6 separate regions of the Mus musculus genome follow, and regions 1, 2, 4, 5 and 6 are each linked to region 3. The links are chromatin contacts, called in public HiChIP or PLAC-seq and promoter capture Hi-C maps. All regions are on one chromosome and are shown on one strand. The core of a region is the stretch at or near the end of the contact, and the rest is flanking DNA. Distances in the headings are between cores, read along the strand shown. Region 1 has its middle 25 kb from the start of Gm32479. Region 2 has its middle 77 kb from the start of Gm38811. Region 3 holds the start of Hoxa4 (homeobox A4). Region 4 overlaps Jazf1 (JAZF zinc finger 1). Region 5 holds the start of Snx10 (sorting nexin 10). Region 6 has its middle 90 kb from the start of Snx10.

What was found. Promoter capture Hi-C pulls out the DNA fragments that hold promoters and counts their contacts. HiChIP or PLAC-seq counts read pairs in DNA pulled down with a chosen protein or histone mark.
Region 1: a contact with region 3 is called in an H3K27ac HiChIP or PLAC-seq map of stem cell-derived neural progenitor cells, with 3 times the contacts expected there. The contact joins the enhancer-like site here to the promoter of Hoxa4 in region 3. A contact is called at or near these places in 4 of 39 promoter capture datasets (3T3-L1-derived adipocytes, the C10 cell line and liver), 4 of 115 datasets of contacts at active chromatin or transcription factors (bone marrow-derived macrophages, differentiating embryonic stem cells, embryonic forebrain and 1 more) and 2 of 9 other capture datasets (embryonic stem cells and liver).
Region 2: an H3K27ac HiChIP or PLAC-seq map of extraembryonic endoderm stem cells shows a contact between it and region 3, with 6 times the contacts expected there. The contact joins the enhancer-like site here to the promoter of Hoxa4 in region 3. A contact is called at or near these places in 2 of 39 promoter capture datasets (the C10 cell line and liver), 3 of 115 datasets of contacts at active chromatin or transcription factors (bone marrow-derived macrophages, extraembryonic endoderm stem cells and pancreatic cancer cells) and 1 of 9 other capture datasets (embryonic stem cells).
Region 4: a contact with region 3 is called in an H3K4me3 HiChIP or PLAC-seq map of craniofacial prominence, with 3 times the contacts expected there. The contact joins the enhancer-like site here to the promoter of Hoxa4 in region 3. A contact is called at or near these places in 6 of 39 promoter capture datasets (cranial neural crest, frontonasal cranial neural crest, hippocampal neurons and 3 more), 4 of 115 datasets of contacts at active chromatin or transcription factors (craniofacial prominence, differentiating embryonic stem cells, embryonic basal ganglia and 1 more) and 1 of 9 other capture datasets (embryonic stem cells).
Region 5: a promoter capture Hi-C map of the HPC-7 cell line shows a contact between it and region 3. The contact joins the promoter of Snx10 here to the promoter of Hoxa4 in region 3. A contact is called at or near these places in 5 of 39 promoter capture datasets (the HPC-7 cell line, embryonic stem cells, liver and 1 more), 1 of 15 datasets of contacts at CTCF or cohesin (the NIH/3T3 cell line), 1 of 484 Hi-C or Micro-C datasets (bone marrow-derived macrophages), 8 of 115 datasets of contacts at active chromatin or transcription factors (bone marrow-derived macrophages, embryonic hindbrain, embryonic stem cells and 3 more) and 2 of 9 other capture datasets (adipose tissue and liver).
Region 6: a contact with region 3 is called in an H3K4me3 HiChIP or PLAC-seq map of bone marrow-derived macrophages, with 2.6 times the contacts expected there. The contact joins the enhancer-like site here to the promoter of Hoxa4 in region 3. A contact is called at or near these places in 6 of 39 promoter capture datasets (the C10 cell line, the HPC-7 cell line, embryonic stem cells and 1 more), 1 of 15 datasets of contacts at CTCF or cohesin (embryonic stem cells), 4 of 484 Hi-C or Micro-C datasets (embryonic stem cells and induced pluripotent stem cells), 15 of 115 datasets of contacts at active chromatin or transcription factors (bone marrow-derived macrophages, craniofacial prominence, embryonic forebrain and 7 more) and 1 of 9 other capture datasets (liver).

Annotation. Positions count from the first base shown.
Region 1 is chr6:51,331,510-51,336,386 of GRCm38.p6, forward strand. No RefSeq gene overlaps it. Among named protein-coding and RNA genes, the nearest start is that of Gm32479, 25 kb to the left of the region's middle. Within about 2 kb of position 2,647, at least 66 of the 459 cell types and tissues checked have an H3K27ac peak or open chromatin away from gene starts, as enhancers often do. A contact at or near this core is called in 3T3-L1-derived adipocytes and stem cell-derived neural progenitor cells, where this site is marked.
Region 2 is chr6:51,632,146-51,637,033 of GRCm38.p6, forward strand. No RefSeq gene overlaps it. Among named protein-coding and RNA genes, the nearest start is that of Gm38811, 77 kb to the right of the region's middle. Within about 2 kb of position 1,271, at least 27 of the 459 cell types and tissues checked have an H3K27ac peak or open chromatin away from gene starts, as enhancers often do. A contact at or near this core is called in extraembryonic endoderm stem cells, where this site is marked.
Region 3 is chr6:52,189,167-52,193,489 of GRCm38.p6, forward strand. It overlaps Hoxa4 (homeobox A4), which reads right to left and starts at 2,537. Exons shown (of 2, transcript NM_008265.4): 1 at 2,012-2,537; 2 at 516-1,522. The coding sequence starts at 2,522. The coding sequence ends at 1,176. All of the region lies in intron 2 of Hoxa3 (homeobox A3), which reads right to left. LOC115490409 (a long non-coding RNA gene) reads left to right here. Exons shown (of 2, transcript NR_168044.1): 2 at 3,359-3,894.
Region 4 is chr6:52,837,590-52,841,847 of GRCm38.p6, forward strand. All of the region lies in intron 2 of Jazf1 (JAZF zinc finger 1), which reads right to left. Among named protein-coding and RNA genes, the nearest start is that of Gm52903, 27 kb to the right of the region's middle. Within about 2 kb of position 1,317, at least 51 of the 459 cell types and tissues checked have an H3K27ac peak or open chromatin away from gene starts, as enhancers often do. A contact at or near this core is called in craniofacial prominence, where this site is marked.
Region 5 is chr6:51,522,157-51,526,903 of GRCm38.p6, forward strand. It overlaps Snx10 (sorting nexin 10), which reads left to right and starts at 1,747. Exons shown (of 7, transcript NM_001127349.1): 1 at 1,747-1,878.
Region 6 is chr6:51,611,282-51,615,835 of GRCm38.p6, forward strand. No RefSeq gene overlaps it. Among named protein-coding and RNA genes, the nearest start is that of Snx10, 90 kb to the left of the region's middle. Within about 2 kb of position 1,375, at least 172 of the 459 cell types and tissues checked have an H3K27ac peak or open chromatin away from gene starts, as enhancers often do. A contact at or near this core is called in the HPC-7 cell line, bone marrow-derived macrophages, embryonic forebrain and 4 more, where this site is marked.

The DNA of each region.
Region 1 (4,877 bases), core at 1,397-3,896, 860 kb before region 3:
AGGGATGAAAATGTCATAATGAAATCCATTATTTTATCCACTCACTCTTCAACACAAGGGTCCAGAACAAGTGAGGATATGGAGTGTGTGAGTGCGAGCCCTCTCCCGTCCTCATGTCCACTGACTCCTCCTGCGTCCACTGGCTTCTCAGGCTTAAATTACTCAGAGTTTGTTAGTAACATTGCTCTTCCGAGGTTGGAAAGCCTGGAGCCCCCCTCACGTTGGAGCTTTAGAGAAAAAGAATAGAGGAATGTTCCCGGGCCTCTGTGAGCCCAGCCTCTCTCGGCCTCTCTGCCCTTGCTCTCTGCTCAGGTGCGGCGAGCTGTTGAGGAGACTGTGACTCCCATAGCTCAGAAAGCTCTTCCTCTGCCTTCATAAGCCCAACACTGCAGCCTTCGAGCCCTTGGCCTTATTCACAAGAATTCCAGAGGACATTCTGTGACTCGTGCCAAGACTGGCCAGTGACCCCCACTTCCAGTTTATGCTCTTGAGCAGCGGAATGGGGGATCTGCTATTTGACAGCTATTTAGAAACAATCTATCCATGCCTGGACCCCACCTCCTGAATTTCCAGTCCAGTGGCTTCAAAAGTCTGTCCTTCACAGGGGGTGTAGCTCCTGAAGACCCATTGAGTAGTCTGATCCTGGGGTAGCCCTAGATCTGTGTAGCCCCTTCAATGGTGCCAAGGAACAGAAATGCCCAGCATAGGGGAACTGAGGACACCACCTTGCAGTCTGTACACATTGCCAAGGACAGGAGACACCTCTTCATACTTAGTGTATGAGGCCTGGAGTCAGTATGGTCTCAGACGCGGGGCAGGCAGCCTCTCCTCAACTCGCCTTGGTGTACTTGTGTGTAAGATCCAACTTTGTAAGCTGCTGGGAAAAGTTCAGGGTTCCTCAAACAGCACAGAGCCTGGCACCAAATGAGTGATTAGGCCACACTCGCGGCTGCATTGGTGCTCCCTGAGCAGTGTCTGGGGCCGCAGGGTTGTTGATGCAACTTGCAACTAACAACATTATAGTAGATAAAGTATGCAGGGATCCTCTAGCAGCCCGTGTGCTCTGCCCCCCTGCAACAGTGCCAGCCTGGACTGTGAGGATACCGATGCCATGGTGCAGAGCAGGCTCCACACATGGGAGCCCACCAAAGTGGTGGTCCCACTGGGCTATGTGATTTGGACTTAAACTTCTCCTTTGATGAGACCTACCTATGATCTGTCAGCCGTGAAGTCTCGATGTTTCCGTCAGTCTCCTACCTTTTCTGCCTTTTCTTGCCCTAACAACCATGATGATCCGGTGACTCTCCTCGCTTCACTGAAAGCCCCAGAGGAGTCCAGTCAGTGGTGGGAACATCACAAGGACAAGCTGTGAAGCAATCTGGATTTGGCAAAACACAAGGATCCACTTAGCATCTGTCTTCTTGGCTTTCAAGTAAGATTTCAGGCTGGTTCTAAACGGTGACATTTGGCCTACAGAGGTAGTATGACAGGAAAAGCAGGAGAGGCTTTCGCCCGGATTGACTGGCGTGTTCCCAGCACTGTGGAGTGACCTCGAATCCTGCACACCATTTCTTTCCCACCGTGGATAAGAGGCCATTCTTTTTGCTCGTTCGCCTGTGGCCGCTGGTTGATGTCTAGCCAATGCAGCAGGACGCTTCCTTACTCCAGATGGGTCTGAGTCCAAGAAATGCAGTTCTGTGTTTATCCAGGCTCGGAGAGTTGAGGAAAAGCCCCGGAGCAAATGTACAGTTTCTATTTCCCCCGTGTCTGTGCAGAGACGGGATCTCTGATTTCTCAGCAGCAGGACAAGCCTGGGGCAAAACTCAGTTCTGTGCAGGAACCTGCTCTTCTAAACCTGAAAGACCTTACCATCCACCGCTCCATCCACCTTCCCTGTGGAGGTGTTCTTACTCCTTGTCCCATATGTCCCCTCTCCTGAATGTGACCTGAGTGGCCCTGGGAAAGCAAAATCATTCTTACTGTGACTTTATGTCAAATTTAACCTGGAGTTGGTGAGATGGCTCAGTGGGTATGGGAAATGACCGTCAAGCCTGTTGGGTGACCTGAGTCTGAGCCCCAGACCCCACGTGGTGGGAGGAAAAAGCCAACACCCACATGTTGTTCTCTGACCTCCACGCGTGCACACATGTGTGCATGAGCCCTCCTCCACCACACACAATAAATCAATGAAATGTAAGTTTTTAAAATGTAAGTTAAAAAAATCATCCACATCACCTTGATTAACAAAAAAGAAAAAAAAATCTGGAAGGCACAAAGATCACTTGATTACATCCAGGGCCAAAGAGTATGAACATTTACACAATTAGAGCTCTTCCTCAAGAACCTCCCATCCCAACGCCCACTTCTCGATGTTTATCAGAGGCTGTGGTGTGTGAGCCCGCCTCGGAGACTTCACTGCTGGGCTCATGTTGCACTTAGTGGTTGCTTCTTCAAGCCACCAAGTTTGAACTGGATAAAGAGTAATGACTCACAGACTAGGTTTTATTTAAGGGGATTGGGAAGGGGGTCTTGATTTTAAGTGCATGTTATGAGTTTGGGACCATTGTGGAAACAAATCTAATCACGGGTGAATGCTCAGTGTAGACATCCAGAATGGATTCCAGCTGTCAGGCTCCTGTTGTTGTTGGCTGGTCTTGTTCTGGGGGCGGGAGGAGCGGAGCCCACTATCCAAACTGTCCCCTTGGGACTAGGCTTCCCACAGCATTTGTTTTTTTTTAACATAGCAACAGATGCTCCTATGTTGAAAAGGGAGAGCTAAACACTGCCTTTGTTTCATTGTGTCAGGCAGTAGTTTAACACTAAGGCATTTTCAGCTCTGGTCTCTAACCTTGCTTACAGCAAGCAAGAAGTGGAAAGAAATGCCTTTGTGCTGTGAACAGCAGAATTTACATCAGCTCCGGAAGAAGGCACTAAGTTCCTTCTAACAAATGCAGGGATATTTTCTGCCCGGCTCCCTTCCCTTCCTACTCCCAGTACACATAGGTTTGTTTGTTTGTTTGCTTGCTTGCTTGCTTGTTGCTTGCTTGCTTGCTTGCTGTTTGTTTTGGCTGTTCTGTGTTTGCAGTTACTGCTCCCAGCTCCCATTGGTTAGTCAGATGTAGAAATGGAAATCTCAGGATCCCCATGGAGAGAGAGTGTCAGGTTCACACAGACACAAGACAGAGACCATGAATGATCCTGCTGTGCGTGTGTGTGTGTGTGTGTGTGTGTGTGTGTGTGTGTGTGTGTGTGTGTCTCAGGTGTCTTAAATCACCTTCAGTTTTACTTTTCGAGATGGGGTCTCTCAGGGAAACTGGAGCTCACCGTTGGGGTAGACTAACTAGAGCTCAAGCCCCTAAACCCTCCTCCTTCTGCCTTCCCAGCCCAGGGATTGCAGACATGCGTCACCACACACTGCTTCTTAAGTGGATGTCGGGGATCAGATCTCAGGTCCCCGAGCTTGCCCAGGAAGCTCTTTACCCGAGGAGCCATCTCCCCAGCTCCCTGCTTCTGTTATTAGTGTCTGAGTGGCCACTTCAGAGTCAGCGGTCTCTACAAACACTATGGATCTCCCAGCATGCCCCAGGCATGCTGCAAGCCAAAGTAAAGAGGCCTAGAGTGGTGACAGGGGACATCTGGAAGAGCCCCAGCCACACCCAAGGAGGGGAATCGGGTGAATTCAATATCTCTCACCACTCTTCCGTCTCCGAAATTACATTTGGGTTGCTTTCCCATTTGTGCACCCCTGAGATTGCAGAGGCCATAAATCATAAATGCCTTCAGAAGTCGGGAACCCTGGGAAGAAGACCTAAAGACCAAAGGGTGTGGTTGCAAAGGAGAGTACAGAGGGGAGACTTTTCTTCATCTTTAAATGTATATATTGGGAAGATGACTATGCAGTCTAGAGTGCTGGGCCAGCCACATGAGATAATGCATGGATTACACAGTACAGTATCCAGCACACTCCGTTCTCTCAGGCGGCTCTGTGGACAGAGGAGCAGTGGATGACAACATCAGCAGGCTGCTTACTCTCCAGTCCCTCTGTTTCTGCAGACTGTGGCTAGGAGTCCTGACCCTCTGGCTCCAAGCTGACCACTCACGTCACTGTATCACGCCTGCCACATTGTCTCCAAAGGTTGCCCTGTCCTTGCATGGCTTGGTTTCTGGAACGCTAACTCAAGGCAAAGGGGAATGAACAAAGGACAGACACAGAAGGCTGAGATTGCATGGCTGGGCTCTCTGTCGGAGAAGCCAGGGCACCCTAGAGTGTATAGTATATACAATTGGACTGGGAAGCAGAGTTATTGCATACAGCTGAACCAGGAGGTGGGATTATTACACGAAAGTAAACATGGAGGTGGGTGGCTAATCTCCGTAGGAGCAGCCTTTGGAGGAGCAATCTCTTCAGGTTCTAAACTTCCATAGGGAGAAAGCCTTAGTGGACATTTTCTGCACACACAGTTAGCATTTACAGCTGGGCCCTGAGGAGGGCTTTGCCCTCCCTCTGATCTTCACCCAAGCTCGGTTTTCTCATTCCCGTGGGTCTGAGGCACTGGGGTCCTTGACATGGGTCATGTCCATGTGAAATAATGCATACTGACCCAGGACTTCATTCCCTCCTTACAAAGGTTGGCTACCAATAGTTAATTGTGGTCATTCCAGGGCAGAGATTTTTCTGCTTGGACATTCATTCCAAACTCTCTAGCTCATGTTGAGGAATTTAGCCTTAGTGTTGGATTCACACAGGTGATTGGTGAGAAATTAAGTCCAAATTGCACACAGGCCATTTGCACTTTGCATCTGTATTCGACCAGCATCTATGCCTTCACGTTTTTCCATTAAATATTTATTGAGAGTTTCATTTCAGCATATGCTCT
Region 2 (4,888 bases), core at 21-2,520, 560 kb before region 3:
GCATGTCCTAGTTCATTTGGTCAGGGTGGTGTTGACCTACTTAAAGAGAGAAATTATATGTAAAAGAGGTGACTCCCCAGGTAGGAGTGTAAAGAATGTGTTGATTTAATACTCTGACACCTGAAATAACCATCTACAAATAATATTTACCATATTATCTAAACAGGAGCCTGGAACCTATAGTTGACACATTAATGACCCGCAGATGAAGGTACCGTCCAGATGTAGAATCATCCAAAGTGGTATGTCCTAAAATACTTGGCGATGCAAACCCTTTAATTCAGCCACCACCCTCTGTGCAGCTAGTTTGAATCTGTGAGGTTTTCTGGAGTCCTCAGACCTCAGGACACTCAGGTTGGCGACAACACTAGAGGAAGCATGCATGCCCTGCTTGCATCGAATGAATCACATGTAGTCGGATTCAAAGAACACATTTCTAACCAGGTATAACCGTCTAAGAAGTCACTTTCTTTCCATGTCTCTTGAAATGTGACACTTACCCTAGTGCACAGCCTCTCATGTCTCCAGGCAGCCTCGGTACAGCAGGAGTAAATGTTTGATGAGCCTCAATATTTTAATAGATGTTGTTATCAACAGACTGCTCAACTCCTCACTCAAGAAGTTTGCAATGATTTGATTACGAGTATTTGGATAGGCATTTTAACCTGTTTACCACTGAGTTAAGTATAGTAGATTGAATATATGTCTCCAGCTCTGAGCTAACATGAGTGTTTTTATTTAGGCTCAAATTTAGTTGACTTAACTAATGTCATTTGTTTAGAAACTGTTAGTACTTTGCCACAATAGGCAGAAGAAATGCATTGCCTGGTTTCATGAATTGTCCTGCTAGAGGTCAGGATGTGTCTGACTTGGGCAATGAATGGAAACACTCTCTACATTCATGGTTCTGGGGCTTTGCCACTTTGCTAAGGCTGGTGGCCTACCACGGGCATGTGAGCTACACCCTGCTTTATCATCCTTATAGTTACCAGGGGCCTGGGCTCTGTGTGGAGCCGAGAGACACTTGGTCTCCTCCATTCTGAGAGGGTAGGGAAAACAATTGACCTTTCGCCTGTCTCTGGAATTCTCTGTATCTTTCTAAGCTTTGGGGTTGCATTGTCTCCTCTTAGGTTCTGGCTTAGTTTGCAGTGAGAAATCAGCCAGTCTCTCTCACATACCCCCATTTAAGAATCTCCCAGGAGCCTCAAGGCAGAGAAAGTTATCTGGATGCAGGATCATTATCAGTTTAACACAGCTCTCTGGTTGTTTTACAAACTAGTCCTTTGAGCCTTCGAAGGATGAGTTTGAAATAAGAGGCCCCACCTTCAAGTTACAGCCCTCCCTCCCCCCAAATACTGATTTTATGCTCCTGTCTGTGGCACACCTTCAATGCTTTCCTACAGTGCTTATCATGAATTTAGCTGTCTTTGTGTTTCCTTTTCCTGAACCTTTTAGAAATGAGCCAGATGTTCTCACAGTGTATGGACAGCCTGGAGAAAAGTGTTATTGTTTTAAGAGCTGGCCTGGAATTCCTCTCAGGGAGGAGACTCTCGGCCACCTTAACAGAGGCATTTGGTTGTAGAGATAAAGCCCTCACAGACTGCCTGGACAGGCTGGGGCTGGATGAAGAGATAGCAAACTGCTCTGAGGAAGAAGTTTTCAGGACTGTGGAATCGGAAGGACAGAAGGACGGAGGAGAAAGAACTGGGGGTGGGGGTGGGAGGAGGATGGAATCAGGGAGAAAGCAAGATGGCAAGAGACAGGAAATGGAAGGTCGTCTTCCCACGGACGGACACTTGGAGACTTTTGGGGTCAGAAATAAAGTGAAAAGGGTTGTGTACAAGGTCTAGAGTCTTACTCAGCCACAAGAGACCAGAGACAAGTGTGATCAAGAATCTAACTGCAAGGAGCCATTGGAGAGAGAGAGAGAGAGAGAGAGGGAGAGAGAGAGAGAGAGAGAGAGAGACCCTGAGAACATTAACTCTCAGTCATTCTCAGACATCTAGGGGCAGGATGCTGGCCTTCCCACAGGATGTGGGCCCGAGCTGGAGCCAGTTTTTATTTAAGGGAGAGAGTGACAGTAGTTGACACCCATGTTACATCTGTTCTGGGGCGGGGCAGGGGCAGGGGTTGGGGGGAGGGGGATAGAAGGGTTTTATTTTGAGTTGGAGAATTTCTGCAATACTGATCTGGAGATGAAGTAAATGTTAGAGTAAGTTTTATGACTTGTGTCTCCTAAGAAGAAAAACACAGCAGCAGCATTTAGAAAAAGTTATTTTAAAGGATTTCTTCATCCTAATGGATAGAGATTGTCTTCAGATGATACAAATATTCCAAAGATTTAATGAAGTTATCGGGAGCCTTGTTGACATTAATTAGAGTTCTGTAATTAGAATTATAGTTATAGGAGCTTCTTCCTGCAAACCAGAGGCACATATTTCAGCATCTCCGGTTCGCAGTGCCGTGGGCTCGGTACCTGACGCGTGTGTGGTTTTTTTTTTTTTTTATATAGCAGCGCTTTCATAATTCTTCTTAAATAACCATGTTGATAGATATTTAATCGTTTTTTAATTAATGATGGAGTAAAGCCGATTTATACTTGTGCTCCTCTGCCTCTGCCTCTGCCTTTGCTCACAAGCAAACTGTCAGCCGCTGGTGCACACAGCCACCCAAAGTGCAGGTGACACTGAATCCAATCAGGAAAGCAGCGCAAAGATGAAAGGTCTCACCAATGGGAAGTGAACTTGCTAAAGTACGCCTTTCAATGGATTTGGACAAAACTGAAAAATGTTGTTGCTATCAGATCCTTAGGCCGATTACTGAAGCGTTCGATTTTCCAGTGTGTCAATTCATCACTGTCTACCTGGGTGTAGTTAACACTTTCTCCTGCTCCTAGTGTGTCTGCTGAGATAGGCACTTGCTGTCACCAGGTATCTACCTCTCTAGAAGGTCAGCAGATCAGGGGAGGCGATGGTTCCCCCCCCACCCCCACCACTGTGCCCCTCATCCTTCCTCAGGTACTGGTGACGACGGCAGATGGAGCCTCTGTGTCTTGTGGGATCTGAAATATTAATAAGCTCAGGCTTTTATCCTTCAAACAGGTTAGCCTTTCCTTTTAGAGGTTCTGTAAAGTGTCCTGACTATTCATGCATGACACTGGCTCTCTAGGAAGATCTGCCGCCACTGCCAGACATCGGAACCCTACTTTCCCCGACGTCCCTCCTCTTCATTTTGTCAGTGTGCTGGTTCACATTTTAAATCACCCCCATTTTTTCAGGGATACTTAATTCCATTTTGAGATGAGAGGTCTTGGGGTGCATTTTAATATTTGATGGAGATACTGGCCTGGGGTGGGGGATATCATTCTCATTTGCAAAGTTAGAGAGAGATGGGTGTCTCAGAGGAGAGCTTAACTTGAGGGAAGCAGTGGATCACTAACGTGAGGTGTTTGACCCCCCCTTTCAGAGCACAGTAGTGGTCCACGGCCCCAGTGTTAGAAGCAGTGTTTGAATCACAGTCATCTCACATTTGGAAAGCCAAAGCCGCTCTTCTGCATATTCCTGCATGTTTTCTACGAAATCCATATTGTGTGGTGCGCAGTTTAGATTGTTTTAAGGGACTGTAATGGCTTTGGTTTAGCTTGTCCATTCCAGCCAGGCAATGAGTATCAATTTTGTTAATTAAGAACTTCAGACTCTTTAAATTTATAGTACAATTACAATTTACTTCATATTGAAGAGGGTCTTTACCCCGTGGCACCATTAGCAAAATGCCTGCTTGCATTGTTTGCTGACAGTTTCAAGGCAGCCGACCTTCCTGGGAAGAGCTTTGGCCTCTGCACTGAAATTTCTCACTTAGGTGTCAACCACTCGTCAGCAGAAAGTAACTATGAAGACTTTTGACTTAAATCTTTCTTTCTTTCTTTCTTTTTTTTTCTTTCTGGTTTCTCCCCTAAAGAAAAAGCCAATTCATCAGGTAGGAAAGGACTGCCTTTTGCAGTCCCAGGTCCTGCCGGGAGACAAATGACTGTAAAAATTTAAAATCAATCATTAACAGATTAGCTGTTGGTCCAAAGTAAATAGCAATCAGCTTATTAGGCATCAGGCAGAGTGAGATAAAGGGAGAGAGTTATTGAAAATGAGGATGTTGTCTGGGGCTCTGCTCCTGCGGTAGCGCAGAGGAAGCTGTTTCATTGTTACTGTAATAACAAGTCGGAAGGAAGGCAGCCGACTTGAGGACGTTGCACCCCCGGTTGTGCTAGCCAGGGTCCTGTGGTTTTCGGTTCTCCTCCTTGGCTTGACTTGCTATGGTGACATGGCAGCTGGCCTGTTCCTAGCGCTTCTCTTCATTGACTTCTTCAAGACCAGCGGAAGGCTGTTTGCAGCCCAGAGATGTGGCTGAGAGTCACCAGTCGGAGGAAGAACTCTGCACACTTAGTTCATGGCCCTTTATTGGTTTGGTTGGGGGTGGATTTGAAGGGATGGCTCCGTAGTGACTCCCTCTACATCATTGGCTGCTTCGGGTTAAAAAATCAGTTGAGGAGAACCCAAGGAAACACACAGTCTGTGGTCTCTTTCCTAAGGTGGTTACCAACCTCAAAAAGAAAAACAAGAACACCCAAAACATTAAAAAAAAAACAAACCCCGAAATGAAATAAGCAAACAAACAAAATTCCCAAACCAAAAAACCAAACCAAACTAACCATAGAAACCAAAACCCCAAAACCAAACCAAACCAAACCAAAACCCCAGAAAACAAGAAACAAAAAACCCCAAACCAAAACCAAAACACAAAACAAAAACCCCACTAACTGGATGATGGTGACTTCCTGCAGAAACTTCTCAACCAAGTAGTCAAAGCTGATGTCACCAGCAACAAGACAGTGTCC
Region 3 (4,323 bases), core at 1,287-3,786:
CAAAAGGCAAGCGCAACCCTTTGCATAAACTATTTTTTATCTCCAGGGAAACAGGCAGATGAAGTGTGAAGGTGCAGCAAACGCCAAGGGAATGCCTGTTTCCAAGTGTGCTCAGAGTTCAGCCTACAGAACAGCTGCAGAAGCTCCAGGCCTCTGCTCTGCAAGGTCTCACCTTTCACTGCAGGGACACACACGGTTCTATGCCTTACAGAGACTTGAAGCCTGAAAGCCTGGCCAAGTTTGGGAAGAAGAGGAGCCCTCTCAGGGCTCAAGAGCCTTCCCGCTTTTTGGAACACTTCCACAGTGGGTCAAGCTTGGCAAGAATTCAGACCAAGTTAAACACACACACACACACACACACACACATTGTGAGTGTGCTTAGAATGTGACCCCAGCTCACCCTGTCTACAAGGCTTCTGCGCACTAGGTCAAGTATCTCAACCAAGAGGAGGCTTGGGGTAGTTTGGTTTGGTTTGGTTTTTAAGCTTAGAACACACACAAATCTGTCTCTTAGGTTTTTAATGTCTTATAAACTGAAGTTTATTCTTAGCACATTCCTCTTTATACAACCATATCTCTCTGTACAGTTGTAAGTGAGTCTAAATGCATTTCCCTCTCCCCAACGCTGTGCCCCAGTATAAGACAACAATATCTCTCTAACAGTATCTTAAATAAATGCAAGGAGAGGAAACTACATGCCACACCTACCATCAAGGTCTACACACTTTGAAAATTAAATAATCTGGTGAGGTCCACAAAGTCTACTCAGTAAAGCTCATGTGAGCTGCCTTAACGCAGAAGAGGAAGGAAGGTTAGAAAGCTGGGAAGCTGGGAACCGGCCTGCTTCTTCTGCATACAAGTACATGTCCCCAGTCAGCACGTGCTGTCTGGCTGACTCAAAGGTAGTCGATGGCCAGTGCTTTCTTACAGGTGTCCAATCCTGGCAAAGTTGTCCAGGTCAGCAGGTTGTTCCACTAAGCAGTAACGAGGACGAGGACAGACGTCCTCTTGGAGGGGTCACACCAACCAGGGATAATGTCTTCTTTTTGGTTATGGTTTCCAGCAAGTTGGATTTTGTTTTGGTGTCTCGGGTTTACTTAGGGAAGAGCAGATGAGGACAGGAGCAGGAGATGAGTAGGGCACATAAGTGAGAGAAACTGATCCAGGTCTCTAGATTATATGGAGGAGGGAATGGGTGTGGAAGCACCAGGGAGAGGGTGGGGATGGGGGTGTGGGCTGTGAGTTTGTGCTTTCCCAGGCGGGCCGGCAGGGGCCGAGGCAGTGTTGGAAGATCGCATCTTGGTGTTGGGAAGTTTGTGGTCTTTCTTCCACTTCATTCTCCGGTTCTGAAACCAGATCTTGACCTGGCGCTCCGACAAGCAGAGCGTGTGGGCGATCTCGATGCGGCGCCGCCGGGTCAGGTAGCGGTTAAAGTGGAATTCCTTCTCCAGTTCCAAGACTTGCTGCCGGGTATAGGCGGTTCGAGAGCGCTTAGGTTCGCCTCCGTTATAACTGGAGTTGACTGAACACCAGAACCCCGAAAGAGAAGGCCAAAGAGGAAGAAGTAGAAGAGGAGGAGGGGAGGAGAGAGGAGATAGGGTGGGGAAGAGCAATCGGACATCATCATTATATAATAACCTGACACCAAGTTCACACAAGATACATAAAAAGGCAAAGAAAATGTTTCACAGGCTATTGACAACGGGAAACACCCGAGAGCCATAAAGAATGGTGCTGGGCTTTGGGGCTGAAGAAAAGCTTCAAAGACACATGGCCGGGAGCCTCTGCCAGGGCAATTAAATTTATGGGGGCTATAATTACTGCCCTAACAGTTTGGCGTCTCGTAAATCTCAGGATAAAGGGACCCTGGGTACAAAAGGGTTCTCACGTTAGGACCAGGCTGCGGGCGGCGCGCACACACCCACAGCCAAAGCGCCGGCCAGATGGGGGTCCCCTCCCGCGCCCTGCCCCGCGCCCCCACGCCCGCTGCCCTCCCGGCGGCGCCACATACCGGCGCTCACGTGGATCTTCTTCATCCAGGGGTACACCACCGGCTCCTTGCCCTTCGGGCCCGCCGGGCCCTGGTCCGCCAGCAGCAGCGGGCACGCGGGGGCGCTGCCCCCCGTCGCGACAGCCGGGGTGGTGGGGCCGGGAGCGCAGTGCCGAGGGGGCGCGGGGGGCTGCGGGGCCGGGCTGGGGTGCGCGCCGGGGGCCGGGGACTGCTCGGGTCGCGCGGGGCTGGCCCCGCGGCAGGCGTAGGGACAGGCGGCGGCGGGCGCGGGGTACAGGCCCCCGGGGTAGCTGGGCTCGCGCGCCCGCGGCGCGTAGTAAGCGGGGGGCTGGCGGGCCGCGTGCGGGTTCGGGGCCGGCAGGTGCGGGGCGCTCTGGGGCCGCGGGTAGCCGGGACCCCCGCCCACGGCGCCGTCCCCACCGCCCGGGCCACCGTGCGGGGCGAACTCCTCGAAAGGAGGGAACTTGGGCTCGATGTAGTTGGAGTTTATCAAAAACGAGCTCATGGTCATTAATTTGTGAAGTGCAAAAATACTAATTTTTCTCGCGGTGTCGTTTTTCTGCGCTCGCCGAGGCCCCTCCCCCTCTCGCCGCGCTTCCCATCCCCCCCCCCCCCCCCCCCCGGCCCCGGCGCCCGCCCCTCCCCCCGCTGTCAAACGACTGCCCCTCCCCCTCCCGCCGTCGCCGCCGCCGAAGTCCGCGCCGCTCCTCCCCCGCCCGCGCGCGCTCCCCGTGGCCCTGCGCGCCCCGCCCCCGCGCCCCACGTGCTGCGATCCGGCCAATGGGAAATCCGCGCGCGCGGACCCGGATCAGGAAACGCGCGGGGGATGCGTGATGGATGCTGCTAGCCTTCAGGGTGGGAGAAGCGAGCTTGGGTTCCTCGGGCCCCCCAACTTGGGTTCCGGCTGAGAAGTTGGGGCCTGTTAGACTGCGGGTCCTTTCGAGCCCTGTTCCTGCCCACGTCTGTCCTAGGCCTCTGGGCAGCTGGTCGCCACGACTCAGCGCCGATCTCCAGTCCAACCAGGCTTCGGGTGGTCCTCCGAGGGTTCGAGGCCCTCCAGGAGAGGGAAGGGCACTGGGACCAAGAGGCAGACCCTGGCTTTTTATCCTAGCTCTGGAATAAAACGAAGGAGGCCTACGGACCCATTTTTCTCGCCCTTTGATTCTTTGTCCACGCCCTACACATCCACCCGGCTGTTAGGGAGTCCCTGCTTTGCGAAGCCAGGGCTGGAGCTGCACAGGGAGGATGGGTAGAAGGGCCGCTGAACAAGCGGGTCAAGGAAGTACAGCAAGCGAGGGCGATCCACTAAAACCTCGTGGATACTTATTTTTACTTTTTTTCTTTCAGACGCAGAATTTGTACATTATTTTTTCATTTAAAGACTTGGAACCTTCCTATATTGCAGTTGATGGAGGTGCTGAGGAGAGCTAAATGTGCCTCCTTTATTAGGCGCTATTGTGAGACCTCCACCCCAGAGTGGGAAGAGAGACGACGCCTGCACAAAACCCGGCTTCGAATCCAGTAACTTCGCGTTTCAGAACAATCACCAAACAAAAACAAGTTTGAGATACAATAAGACCCTGCCTGGTCTAATTGTCAATCGGTCTTTTCTAACTTTTCCCTCCCTTCTCCTTTTGGATGCTGTTTCCTCGTGCAGGATCTAAACCAAGGGCTATATTTACAGACCAGCCCGCGATTGCTGAAAAATTAGCATTTTAACGATATCAGTAGCTCTGGAAAGGAGAGAGAAGGGACTGTTGCCTGCCATTTGGTAATTGAAATTTGATGGGTAAACTAATTATGCCATTATTATTAACAAATAAATTACTTATTAATTCCACCTAATGTTGATCTTTGAAGTAAATACTGATGCCTCACTCGTACCTGGAATTGTGCTCTTTCTTTCTTCTGAATAGCAGACACGCCTAGATCCTTTGCATGATGGTAAAGCAGTGCAAACTATCACCGCCATTCTAAAAAATAACTCTCCTCTGGGTATGCAAAGCAGTTTCCGTTGGTGCACCTTGCTGATTTTTCAGAGAGCAGGATAGAACAACGGCCTTCTCAAACGCAGACCAGGAAAGTTATAACCCAAGCCTAGAGACACTTCAGAAAGAACATCCATTCTATCTTCATTCATATCTGTTACTCACTTGAGCTACTAAATACTGGGATATATCCTATTTGATAGATAGTCATTTAATGCTTAGACACATGAAGACTATTATTGAGACTAATCTTTAAAGTAATTTAGGGAAAGAGGTTAAAAAAAGGATCATGTTAGTTTCTTATTGAAATCATCCTGAAGTAGT
Region 4 (4,258 bases), core at 67-2,566, 650 kb after region 3:
AACTCACAGGTGTGACTGAATGCTTGAAAAGACGTTAAGCCGTGCTGGAGGAATGACAAGTGCCCTGGACTCACCTAGCACTTGCTGTACATTACACTCAGGATGTTTTAAAGTGCTGGGACCTCGGCTTGATCTTGAGACTTCAGCCTCTCGTGGTGGCTGATGCCTCTTGGGGCACAAAATTATGTACATCGTTAAAACTTCATCAAGTAATAATTCTACTATGATTGTTAACATAAATAACAGCAGTAAATAAGTACACAGTGATAGATCTGTTTCCGTTCTATCCAGAGAATTGCAGTTCAGCTCTGATGTGTGAACTCAGGACATTATTCCCACTGCTAACTGCCACTCAACTTCCTGAGGGTGGGTCTTCCTTCCATTTAAGGTTAGCACATTCCTAGCTAAACAAGAGAAACAGACCAGCTTCAAACAGGACTCATTCACACAGGGTGAGGTCTACATACTCAGGGGTCACGTGACCGGGCAGGCAAGTTTCTGCCTTCTGCTGTTTTTCTTCCTGACAATAGAAGGAAAAACTGTTCTTGTGAAAATTAATTAAGTTTTGTTCATACGGAAAAAAGAGGCCAATGTGAACAGAAACAAGGGCCTCTCGCAGGAAGAAGTCCTTGTCATTCTCAGTGGTGCAGGACAGCTTTCTCATCTGACCAATGTTCCCCTCACCTTTCCACCAACAACAAACGTATCGGCTGCTAAGATACACTGCCACGATATGATTGCTGGGAAAATACATGGTGTAATACCAAGCACTCTAAATACCCGTAAGTGGAAAAAGACATAAACGACCATTTTAATTACTTTCCGCATGTAAAACGCAGCTGTAGTAATGTTGGCAGGTCTCACCTGCCCTGTTTTAAATCTGTGACATGAAATCATGACACTTAATTAAGTCTTAATGCATAAAAATATTTTTATTTACTTTTTATGGAATATCAGCATTTAAAGCTTTCTATTTATGTAAGTGCTTTATAAATTACTTGAAATACTTAAAAAAAAAAAACCCTGAGTACTACTAATCAGCAGTTATAAGTACCAGTTTCAATTTCATTAATTAAATGCCTTTTTGGTGGACTCCTGCTGCTGTGTGAACTAGCTCTAGGCTATGAAAGTAATGAGTCCGGACAGAGTCATCTGATCTCACACTTGGTGCAAAACGCAGGGAAAGGCCTTGCCCACAATTCCTAGCCTGTTTACCAGACTGCAAGCAGTCGGTCTGACTGTTGGAAGCATTAAGAAGCCTCAGGCTTTGCCCTTCCCCCTTCTGTAGTTTCCCAGTTTCTGATTTTTAGAAGGATTGTCTCAGAAAATATGGTATTCTAGCGCCCTCTGCAGGCCGCAAGCCTGTCAGCCTCTTGCCAGCGTGGCTTTTCATCAGCAGAAGTGGAAGCGAGGGATATCACGATTATTAGAGCCCAGAGGCAGAGCTCACTGGAAGGATGTTTCCTAAGGGCAGGCTGGCACTGGTTATTCCCCCCCCCCAAAAAAAAGCCTTAGGAAAACCCTCCTTTGCTGGCTTGTTCGGGATGTAAATTTCTGTCTTCAAAGGACATGGCAGAGCTTTAGGGGACTGACTTGTTTTTTATTGTCGATGTCCTAACAGTTCTTAAGGTCTGGAAGAATACAGGCTCTGACTGATCCCTCAGAGACTATACGGTGCCTGGGCTTAGGAAGGCTAGTTAGGGAGAAGAAGAAAATAGAAGTCAACTGTGTGGGCACAGCTGAGACTTGCTCAGCCAACGTCTCATTCTCATGAAGTGGCAACTTAGGAAAATGCAGGGGCTCTCTCAAGTGTTTTAAGGAACTTAGCATGGATTTTTAAAGGGCATTTTATATTGATTTTAAAACATTTTAGATGGGGTTGATATAAAACATTGCTGAAAGAAAGCTACTTGTAAAGATAAAATTGTGGCGGTGGGGAGGTGGAGAGACATCTCTGGGGTTAAGAGAACCCACAGCTCTGGAGGAGGACCTGAGTTCAGCACCCGTGTCTGGCAGCTCACAACTGCCTGCAACTCCAGCTCCAGGGGGTCTAAAGCCTTCTTCTGCACGCATCTGCCGCAACACTCACCGATATGCATGCACATAAATCAAAAGAGATAAAAACGAGCAAATGTCAAGAAAGTGACAAGAAAACAAAGGAAGGCCGTGGCTCTGATGGAGAGGCACTCCCCAGGCCACACTGTGAGCCTTGGAGTCTGCTTGACTATCAGCAAACAATCAATAAATAACCTTTTTGTTCATTTTCTTCTACCAAGTCTTGCTATAGCTATAGCCCAGGTGGTGTTGAGCTAAAGGCCCTCCAGACTTCTGGGGTTACAGCTGCGTGCCCCCACAGCTAGTCTGAGAGTCTCTCAGGAGACTTGTCTTTCAAATAGTTTTAAGTCAGCATAAGTATTAAAAGGTACTGAATTAGTTTTCTTAACAGTTAAGAGCATTAATTTTTTTCCTTCCAGTACTGGGGACTGAACTTTGGGCCTCAGGCACAAAGAAAGCACTCCATCAATGAGCTGAAAGCATTCACTTGCAATGTGGAACATTATCCCATATATTCCCTTGTAGTGAAGTTATACAGTGTAGGGTCATTTATAAACCTCTTGAATCATAACGAGACCCATGCTTTAGCCAACTCACAGAGGTGGATAGACATCTCACACACAGGAACTCTTACCCAGGCAGTCCACAATGAAACTGAAGAAATGTCTGTGTTAAACTATCCTTTCATGGTGCTGTGGTCATTTAACAGGCTTTCTTGAGAGACTACAAGGATACCAAGGAGGCAGGGGTCTGAGGGCAAGGTTGCAGTTTTGCTGGGAGCCTGGGGCCTGGCAGCACCTTCACCCAGAGGATATTCAGTGCTTCAGACAAGATCAGTATGTCCTCAGGGGAACGGACCAGAGATTTTGGTTCCAATAAAATGACACTTCCAAATAAAAACTCAAAATGAAAATGTTGAGCTTCCAGATTTGTTAAATTCAGGAACAAGGGCTCTCAGCAGGACCTGTCAACAGCCCGGGTTAGAAGAGGGCAGCTGCTGCTGCGGTGTAGCTCAGCATACCCATCCCAAACATCCCAAGTCAGCCACACACCATTCGTCCAGGCTGGAATCTGGCTGCCAGACTGGTCCCCAGCTCGGCTTATCTCCCACTGGGAGGCTGAGGCAGCCAGGAAGGAATGGCGGTTTTCCAGCAGATGTGGTCTGCTGAAGAAGGGCAGCCCAACCCAGGCTTGGCGCCGCCACATTTATGGTCCTTCCTCCACTTCTGCTTGCTGCCTGCTGCCCCCTCATTGCTTGCTGGCAGCCCCAGCCAGGGGACAGGTGATGAGGATTAAGCCTAGCGTATTTGCATATCCTCAGCCTAGGGAAGGAAATTAATACCACAGTGACATGATTTAGTGGCTAGGTTTATACAGTGGAAAACGCTGCAGCAGTTGTGAGCTCTGGGAGACCAAGGAAGGCATGGAAGGCAACGTGTTTGGCAGGATGGGCTAGCTCCCGGTCAGTGGAAGGAGCACGAAGAAATGGATCATTCTGAGGAGAAGTGGTGTCCAAAATTCACTTGCAAGTTACGAATGGGCACAGGAAACTATTTTTGCCCGCTTTTTTGCTGGGTGGGGTGGACAGAGGTGGGGCTGACCGCCATCCTCACCTCTTCAGAAAGGCCCTGTTATGGCAGGATAGGCCTTGGGCCACGCTCGGGCCACACTCTGCCCACTCTGCAGCCAACTTCAGACCTTGTCTGTCAGGCAAGTATTTCAGGAATGCCAAAGACATTTTCTCTTTATAACGAGAACGTAGAAACAGTTTTAGCCTCTCCCCGAAGTTTAGGAGAAAACAATTTGCTCCCAGCACACGTTCATTTGCCCAGACTACTTTCCTTCAGGAGGGCAGCAAGGGGGTGCTTTCAGATGAGTATTTAGACAGCCATAACAGGCTGTAGCTGAAGCAGGCAAGAAGGCAGTTATCATTCTTTCAATTCGCTGTCATCCAAAGGTACTTTTAAAAAATGGATGCCATTAAGAGCTTCTCATTCCCATGAACCCAGTCCTGCAGTGGGTACATTTCTGGGCAAACATAAATTGCTATATCGGTGCCCACTTCCCACAACAGCAGTGAGTTCCCCTCTAAGCATAACCTCAGAATTGCCTAGGACAGAAACAGCATCATCACTCAGGATGATGGCCAATAATAAAGCAAGCAAGCTACTTATCAACAAATGCCAGAACACACATTAAAAAC
Region 5 (4,747 bases), core at 497-2,996, 670 kb before region 3:
GGAGGGATTAGAAGGTATGGCCTTTTGGGAGGAGGTGTGTCACTGGGAGTGGGCTTTGAGGTTTCAAAAGCTGACAGCATTGCTAATGAGCTCTCACTGCCTCATGGTTGTGGATCAAGGTGAGCTCCAGTTACTGGTCCAGCAAATGCCCACCTGCCCTCTGCCATTCTCCCATTATGATGGTGTGAAACTGTGAGCTCAATAAACTCATCGTCTTTAAGGTGCCTTGGTCATTGTGTCTTATCACGGTGACAGAAAAGTAACTAAGACAGAAGTTGGTTCCTAATACAACCAAGCTTCAAACATGCTATGATCCTTCTGCCTCCAGCTCCTGAATGCTGAGATTGCACACGTGTTTCAGTCATTACCGTGCTAAATCCATAAATGTTGTAAATCTTAAATGCATTGTCAAACACTGGGCAGAGTGTGCACACCTTTAATCCCAGCACTTGGGAGGCAGAGGCAGGCGGATCTCTGTGAGTTCGAAACCATCCTGGTCTACATAGAGTTCCAGGACAGCTATATATATTAAGACCATGTCTTAAATAAACACAAAACCAAACAAACAAAAACAAAATATAACAAATTCTATTGTCCTCCAATACTGTATACTAACATATTGTAGTTTAAAACCAGCTATTGAGTACTTAAAGTATAAAGTAAATGACTATTCCATTAGGGTGAATTTTTGTAGACATTACTTGAACATAGGTTTGAAATGTGCCCAGATTGCTTAAAACAATACATTAAGATCCTAGGCTTAAGCTGTATAAATATCACATATTCAATTCTCAATCTCCAGGGCTAAATGCTCTCATAGTAAAGTTTTTGTACTTTTTTTTTTTTTGGTTTTTCAAGACAGGGTTTCTCTGTGTATTCTTGGCTGTCCTGGAACTCACTTTGTAGACCAGGCTGGCCTTAAACTCAAAAATCTGTGAGTTCCAAGACAGCCAGGGGTATAAGGAGAAACGCTGTCTCGAAAAACAAACAAACATACAAAAAGCAAAACAAACGATGGTTGCATGTATTATAGTTTGGGTGCAATTTTAGGTCATTAAATACCAATGATGCAAAAAAAAAAAAAAAAAAAAAACAATGATGCAGCACTCAGAGATACGAGTCTAAGATAAGACATTGCATTTTGGCAAGTTTTGTTCAGGAGGTCAGTGTAGCTATGGAATATAGTCATGGACAACTTTTCTAGGAGGATGCTGGATGGTCCAAGATTCGCTGAGTCTTTCTTTTTTGTCCTTAGATTTATTTATTTTATTTTATGACTGTTTTGGCTTCCTGGATGTATGTGCACCACGTGAGTGCTAGGGCAGAAGAGGGTGGTGACTGGAGTTAAAGGCAGTTGTGAGCTACTGTATGGATGCTGGGAGCCAGGTCCTTTGCAAGGGCAAAAAGTGCTCTCAGCCTTGAGCCATGCACACAGGTGGGTGAGAGCCAGCTCAGATGATCTATAGGAACCGGACATATCTTTGGCAGACTCTCATAGCTTTCTCCTCATCGTACATGAAAACACATTTTTTAAAAAGTTACGGAGATATTAAAAATATTGTTATAGCAAACAGTATATGCCCTCCATCGAGATCCTGCTAACATCTAGTCATGCTTGTTTGTTATTGGCTTCTCTCATCTTGATTCCTCACTGCTGGGTAGGGAGAAAGACCCGCTAGCTAGGTGGCCTTTCCTACGTTAAGGCTGGCAGTGGCGGGTGGGGGTGGGGGGCGGCGGCGGGCGCGCAGGGCGGGGCGGGGCGCTGCGTGCGCTGGACGCGGGGCTGCGCTCCTCGGGTTCGCTCTTAGGCGCTCGTCGCCGCCGCGCCTTGAGTCAGCAAACTCCGCCGTGCTCCGGGCCGGGCGTTCAGAACCGCGTGTGAGTAAACTGAGCCTTAGGGAGGGAGTCGGGTGGCGGGCGCCGCGCCTGCCCCGGCACCTGCTCAGCTCGGCTGGGGACGCCGGGGCTGCTGGAGCGAGCAGGTTCTCTCCCCGACCCCCACTTCTTTCCGAATACAAGGCCAGGCACCTTTGAGTTTAGAGGCTGGGAGGGCCAGGGGAGGTTTTTTTTTTTTTTTTTTCTCTTTCATGGGATTGTGGGATTGATGGAAAAGGCCGCGGAGGAAACCCACGCTGATGAGCTGATGATCGGGTTTGCTGAGATTGGGAAGCAACAGCCTGTTTTATCGGTTCTGGACACATCACACTCCTTTGCTAAAATTACAAGTATTGTTAAGGGGATGGTCACGGGATGTCTGCTTCCGCAAAGCACAGGCGCGTGGAGAGCGATGGATCAGAAATTGAGAACACTGATCTCAATTTTCGTGATCTCCATCAACCCTTTTAGTTTGCGACAGGGGAAACCAAGGTCTGCAAGGGTGGAGCAGCATGCACCCGGTGGGAGGGGTGTGTGAAAATCCCTCTCGTCCGGGGAGTGGGCTTGTGGGAGTGGCCGGAAGTGGGCTGGGGGTATTATGGAACTCCTTCAACCAGTGGCCAATCGGGGGGGGGGGGGGAGGGGGGCTTTTCTGGAGGAGGAGAAGGAGGAGGTTAAGTATCCTGGCAACAATCAAGCGTGACTTCGCTTGATTCCTGTCGCTAAGGCAAGGATACAACGGGACAGTCATTCGGGTTGCACCCAACCTCTCCGTGTCTTCCTCCCTTCTGATCCTGGGAATAGGCCCATGGTCTTGAGCATGTCATTAGCAAGCATTTTACCACTGCGCTGCACCCCAGCTCCCGTTTATTTTTAAAGGAGTGGTTGACTGACAGACTGTTTTGAATAGCGATATAAGTGTAGATATATTTAGAAGTGACTGTGTGGAGATGTTCAAGACCTCATTAGCAGTTTCCTCAAGTTATCCAGACCATCCATCCCGGGTTCTGTCAGTGCATTCTTAGCTACAGACACGGGCCTGACTGGCACTGCCCTAAAGAAGGTGTGCCCATGGTGGTGGTGGGGTGGGGTTGCAGCCTTCTGGCCTGCGTGCTTCTTTCTCCACTGCTCTGAACTGTTACCCACTTCCTTTACTTCACTGATGGGAAGACCTTCCGAGTTTGGGGTCTTGAAATAAGCGCCATCATGCTTTCTGTGTTAAAGTGTTTCCTTTGCCACACAGTCCTCATTTCTCTCTCTCTCTTAGTCCAGGCATGGCACTACTTTCATTTTTGAGTTAAGCAATTGGGGAACTAGTTTGTTTTTCCTCTTTTGGTATTGGGGCTGGGATGTAACAACCACCTGAGAATAGGGTCCAGCCTATAAAAGAAGGGCCTTGGCTGAAGTGATGGTGGCCAAGTGGAATGTCCCTTAGATTTTAGGGCTGTTATTTATCACCAAAGGACTTTTTTTTTTTTTTTTGAAATATAATAGGTATGAGTTAACATTTAAGCTCTCTATACCATGTTCCAGCTAGAAGCTATATAGGACATTGTGTTAGCCACAACTTCTGGTTTCAGACCCTTCTGAGTTGAATTCTTGGTGCCCTTGTTTGCTACTTAAGTCATTGCTGGCAGGTCAGGTCAGGCGTGATGGTGCATATCTGTAATCAGGACACTTGGGAGGTGGCAGCAAGAGGATCAGGGGTTTCAGGCCATCCTTATGAGTCCTTGTCTCAAAAATGACAAAACTCTGTCCTGGAGCTCACGATGTAGATCTGGCTTACCTTGAACTAAGAGATCTCCTTGCCTCTGCTTCCCAAGTGCTGCTCTTAAAGGTGTTACCACGCTAGGCCTGAAGCCAGCCCTGAGCCACACGAGAGTCTCCCTCAAAAGTAATGAATTCATCAATAGCAACAATAGTGTCGGATATGGTGGCTCAACACCTGGAGGGTTTCTTTTTTTGAGGCTATGTCTCACGTGGTCCAGCCTGCTCTCTAACTTGCAGTGTGGGAGAGGTTGTTCTTGAACTTTGAGTGCTCCCCCTGAGTGCTCCCCCTGAGTGCTTCCATTACAGACGTGAACTACTATAACCTGTAGTTGAGGGTGGCCTTGAACTCTCAAGTGCTCGGGCTACAGGTGTTGAGCCGCCATATCTGACACTATTATTGTTATTAATTTAATTAATTACTCCTCAGTGCGGAGCTGAGGCTTTGAACCCTCGGTCCTCCTGCCCCTACTTTCCAAGTGCTGGGGTCACAGGCCTGTGCCGCCACCCGATGATTTGAAGGGGTTTTTTTCTAGCAATGGTGACACATGATTTTAATCCCAGCACTTAGAGGCAGGAGGGTATATGAGTTAGAGGTCAGTCAGGTCTATAGAGCTAGCTCAGGAGGGCCAGGGCTACACAGAGAAACCCTTTCTCAGAAACTGAGGGGAAGGCGGGTGGGGTGGGGTGGTGGTGGTGGAGGGCCGGCTGAGGGGAGGTCCGTGGTAGAGCACTTGGCTAGCATAGGTGAGGAACTGGATTGAGCATTGTGTGTTAGTCTCACTAAATCAGATGGCAAATTATAAAGCCAGTTTTATTATTTCCCTCAGCTAACATCTGGGGAAACTAAGGCATCAAGCTATTTATGGCTTCTCCAAACTCAGCTTACAGTTTTAATCAACAAGCAAATGTGCTGCAGGTTTCTATAAAAGGACTCCTGTATGCCAGGCTCTGCCCTTTTAAGCTTTATTTAGTATTGTACTCTGTGTGTGTGCACAGGTGGGTGCTTGCTGTTGTGTACATGTGGGTGCTTGCTGTTGTGTACATGTGGGTGCTTGCTGGTGTGTACATGTGGGTGCTTGCTGGTGTGCACAGGTGGGTGCTT
Region 6 (4,554 bases), core at 125-2,624, 580 kb before region 3:
GTGTAGCTTTGCTTTTTAAAAATGAAAACAGTCACACAATTAGAAAAGAAACTGTAAAAAAAAAATCTTACTTTCTTTTCTTGCTCTCCCTCTCTCTCCTTCTTATTCTTTTGTTCTGTAGCATCTGTCTGTGTATGTATGTCTGTATGTCCGTATCATCTATCTATTTATCTATCTATCTATCTATCTATCTATCTATCTATCTATCTATCTATCTATCTATCTATCTATCTAAGATAGGGTTTCTCTTTATAACAGCCCTGGCTGTCCTGGAACTTGGTTTGTAAACCAGGCTGGCCTTGAACTCACAGAGATCTGTCTGCCTCTGCCTCCTGAGTTCTGGAATTAAAGTCTCGGTGGCTTCAACACCAGGCTGTAGTCCTTATTCTTATGTAGCTTTTGAACACAAAACTTGGTAAGTCTCCAAGGAGTCTCCTCTCCACAACAAAGGGCAGCTTTGTTACCGTTCTCTTCTGTAGTTACTAGGTCAAAGCAAAACACACACACGCACACACACACACACACACACACACCCAGCTGAGTAATGGAAATCTCTTCCACTTTCTTAGGACAAGAAGTTCCTGTTTCCCTGGCTCTTCCTACTGATGTCTCTTCAAATGGTGTTGGTTAGAACTGGTGACGCACTCTTTTCAAAACCAATCCTTGGACATGGCAAGGACTTGATCCCTGAAGGCAGAGATTGCTTGTGTTGATCTCTGGTTGCAGTGGGAGAGGGAGGGTAAAGTGGTAGGTAGGTCCTGTACTGCAGGAAGGGCTCCAGAAAGTAAACTTCCAGGGTGGTGGGAATATACAGCTTTCCTAGCTGGATTACCCTGGGTTTCTTTCCAGGCTTAGCTAAAGCTGCAGTTTCCAGGACAGCCATAGGTTGTGTGTGTGTCGAGGAAAGCAGGTGGCATTGCCTTGCACTTCACATAGAGAGAGCCTCGAAGGTGCGCTCAATTATTGTCATGGTGGCCTTCCATGGGAGTTGTCACAAGGTGTGACTTCTTGCTAAGGAGGGAGACCTCGGTTTTTCCGTACCAAAGGACAAAGGCGCCAGTAAATACTGTTTTTCCGTTTGCCTTAGTTTCCCATCTGGAGGATGGATTAGGGAGGTGGTCCTGCAGGTGCCTCCGTGTCCTCCGGGTGGCAGCAGGATCTGAAAGGCTGAGGAGCAGCATGTAGTTCCACGTTCCCAGCTGCATAGATGGGAACCCTCTTTAAGGCTGAGGTCGTGTGCCCTCCGGGGTGGTGACCTGGGCATAGGCAGGACCCGCGCCATCAGGGTTCAAGGTTAGGAACACTGCTCTCATGAGAGCGGAGCGTCAGGCACGGGAGACACGGCGGAGCCTGGGCAACGCCCTAGACGCCGTCCAGGCTCTGCCAGCCAGCGGGGAGGAGGCGCCTTGGGCCGCTCATTACCCCGGCGCGGTGGCGGCTCCGGGCCCGCAGCCCCGCGGCGGAGCGGGGGCAGGCGGTCGAGACGCGCGAGCCATTTGCATTCCCCGGCAGTCATTTTTATATGCGGAGGTAATGAAGTTGTCAGCGGCGCCCCGAGTGTGGCAGAGCCTGATATTCAAATCGCCTGCCGTGTCGCCTGCCATCCCCCGCCCCCGCCCCGGCCGTCCCTTGAGTCCCGGGGCTGCGCCGCCGCCGCCAGTGCTCGCATCTCTCTCTTCCCAGCCGCTTTGTCTCCGTTGTCACACCCCTCCCTCCCCTTTGTGTCTCTGATGAGACTCCTAGTCTCAGATCAGAGGCCGCCCCTAGGTCTAGTGACCCTGCGACCCCGGGGATGCACAACCAACCATCTTCACATTGAAGTCCTTTCTGCACCCCCCCCCCTCTCTCTCTCTCTCTCTGCTGGCATCCTTGATCACCTTCAGCTTCAGCTGCAAGGAGATGACCTAAAGCTGGCGTTTAGCTGTGGGGCCCAAAGGACTGTCCTCTTGTCTTTCTGAATACGTATTTATGAGCATGTTTATGATTACAAAACCCATATCGGACCTACCGGCCCAGGCCACCATGAAAACACTAGCAGTCTTGATAAGGAAAGGAAGAAGAAAGACAGGCACACTGTCTAGATGGGCAAAGGAAGACATGACCCCTTACCCACCTGGTATTCATTTCCCAGCTGCCCATCAGGCCATCTGGGACCTACAGTGTGGTCCAAATCCTGCAAAGATAAGGTGTGAGGGAAAGAGAGTGAACTTTCTCGGTCGTTGTTGTAAAGTACTGATTGGATGTTGAAAGGCTCATATTCTCGATATAGTGTGTGAAATAAAATAGAGTGTTATAGTCAAATATTGCTTTCTATTCTTTAGAGCTGTGTGGCTGAGAACAACATTTACAATTATGTCTGTGACTGATATTCTATTTCTGTTGGGCAGTGTTGGTATGGAGGTGCAAGACCCAAGGAACTTTCTAGCTCTGATTGTACCACCCACTCTTCCTCTGCAGATGGGTTGAAACTGGGCAGGGAAAAGGACAGTCATCAGAACTGGTTGTCGGGGTGGGGAACCTCCTGACAATACACAGCGGAGCCTGAGCCCGTAGCCCGTGGCTTAATGGGTATGCGTTCTTTCCTTTGTTTACAGTAGGCGTGCCCGCAGTCATGCCACGGTCTCATGGTGTGCTATGTTGGCTTCTAGGAGTGTTTTGTGCCGTTTAGGGGTTATTTGTCCCACGCTAAACTCACTGACATGTCATTTAGAAAAGTGAATACTGTGTATGTGCTGTGACTATTTCGTAAGTACTTTTGGTGTGTATTGTTCCTCATCACGCACAGGCAGCAGAGTAAGGGCTCCCGGAGTATGCATTGGCACCGCGCGCTGCAAATGATCTGGCCTGGGGGAGTCCCGGAGTGTGTGCTGGGTTCCACATGCGGCCGTGGCTCCTACTGGGCTCTTATGGTACGCCTCACCAATGATCCGTGCACTAAAGACTCCCGGAATACACATTGACACGATAGACTGGAGTTGTTTGGGTCTATCGTGGCAATGATCCGGAGATAATGGCCATATCTTGAGATTGGAGTGCTCGTGGTCCTAAAGCACAACCAGAAATGCCCCAGATAAGCCCTCCCGTGGCTCCCAGTACAGGGCGCCTGGGTCTTTGACCTCCTGTATCCAGGCACTGTCTGTTGATGTCGAGTCTTTTCTCCTACATATAAAATTTGAAACTCCGGGGCTGGAGAGATGGCTCAGAAGTTAAGAGCACTGACTGTTCTTCCAGAGGTCCAGAGTTCAATTCCTAGCATCCGCATGGTGGCTCACAATCATCTTTAATGGGATCCGATGCCCTCTTCTGGTGTGTCTGAAGAGATTGACAATGTACTCACATACATAAAATAAATAAATCTTTTTTTAAAAAATTGAAACTTAATATTTGCAGTGAGGTTCATGTACTAGAGTTTTGTCTGATTAACCACAGGCTGAAGAGCTATGGAAGGTTATATTTAAAGAGAAGAAATGGTTTGGGGAGAACACACTTGGGAAATAGATTTATGTTAGAGAGAGAATTAATACAAAATAAATAACCTCAATCTTGAGAAAACTTAATGGCTAACCCAAGATAGATAAAGCAAAAGTGAGTAAGAAGATGAAAGAGGCTAAAAATCATGAAGGCGACATATTCAGTAGTAACAAAATTCAACTATATAAAACAAGATAAAATCTTCCCTCCGCTCCTTCTTCTATACTTTGCAATGTCACAACCACTGATTTTTTTTTTTTGTATATTCTTCCAGTACTTTTGTACGTGGACAATTGTATGTTTCTGTTCTTTAGTTACACAAGTGAGTTAACAAGAAACATTATTCTTCAAGGTCTTGATTATTAATTAATAGTAGATTGAACATCTCTGCTCATCTTTTGTAATGACTGCACGAGTTCGACAGGATAAGGAAGCCATTTTTTTTAAAGGCCCGCCATTTCTACCCTCACAACATTGAGCATGTGTTTGCACTTCCAAATGTAGACAAACGTTTGTAGGGTAAATGTCCAGCAGTGGAGGTTCTGAGGCAAAGAAATGTACAGTTCAATGCTGGCCCACACTGCCAAGTCAACCACCTGCAGCTATCAGCCGTGTGTCTGTTTTCCCACTCCTGGCCCAAGTTGTGTTCCATCATGCAGCACACTTGTGATGTGCCTGGCAGTGAATTCTTCCACCAAGTTTTCCCCTCAGCTCCCTGGTGAGAGTCCAGCTCTAGCACTGTGGTAAAGATGGTGAACGTAGAAGTCACACTATAGAGAATGAAGTCCCGTTAGTCAAGATAAAAACATGATTGAGCCGAAATCACACCGAAAGCAGATGAATTTTGGTGACAGCTCACCACTGTGGGAGAACTAGAATAAGCTCACACTGATTTATCTTTTCAGCAAATATTTATTGAAAAGTTACAAACAGTAAGAGTTCTCTTTTCAACAGCTTTCTGCTGCCCTTGACCTCTGAGAAAATTAAAAGGCATTCTTGCTAGCCTGACTAGGTTCCACATGAATGAAATACCAGATTTGTCATCTCACTGGAAGATATTTTGGAGACCACTAAATTAATGTA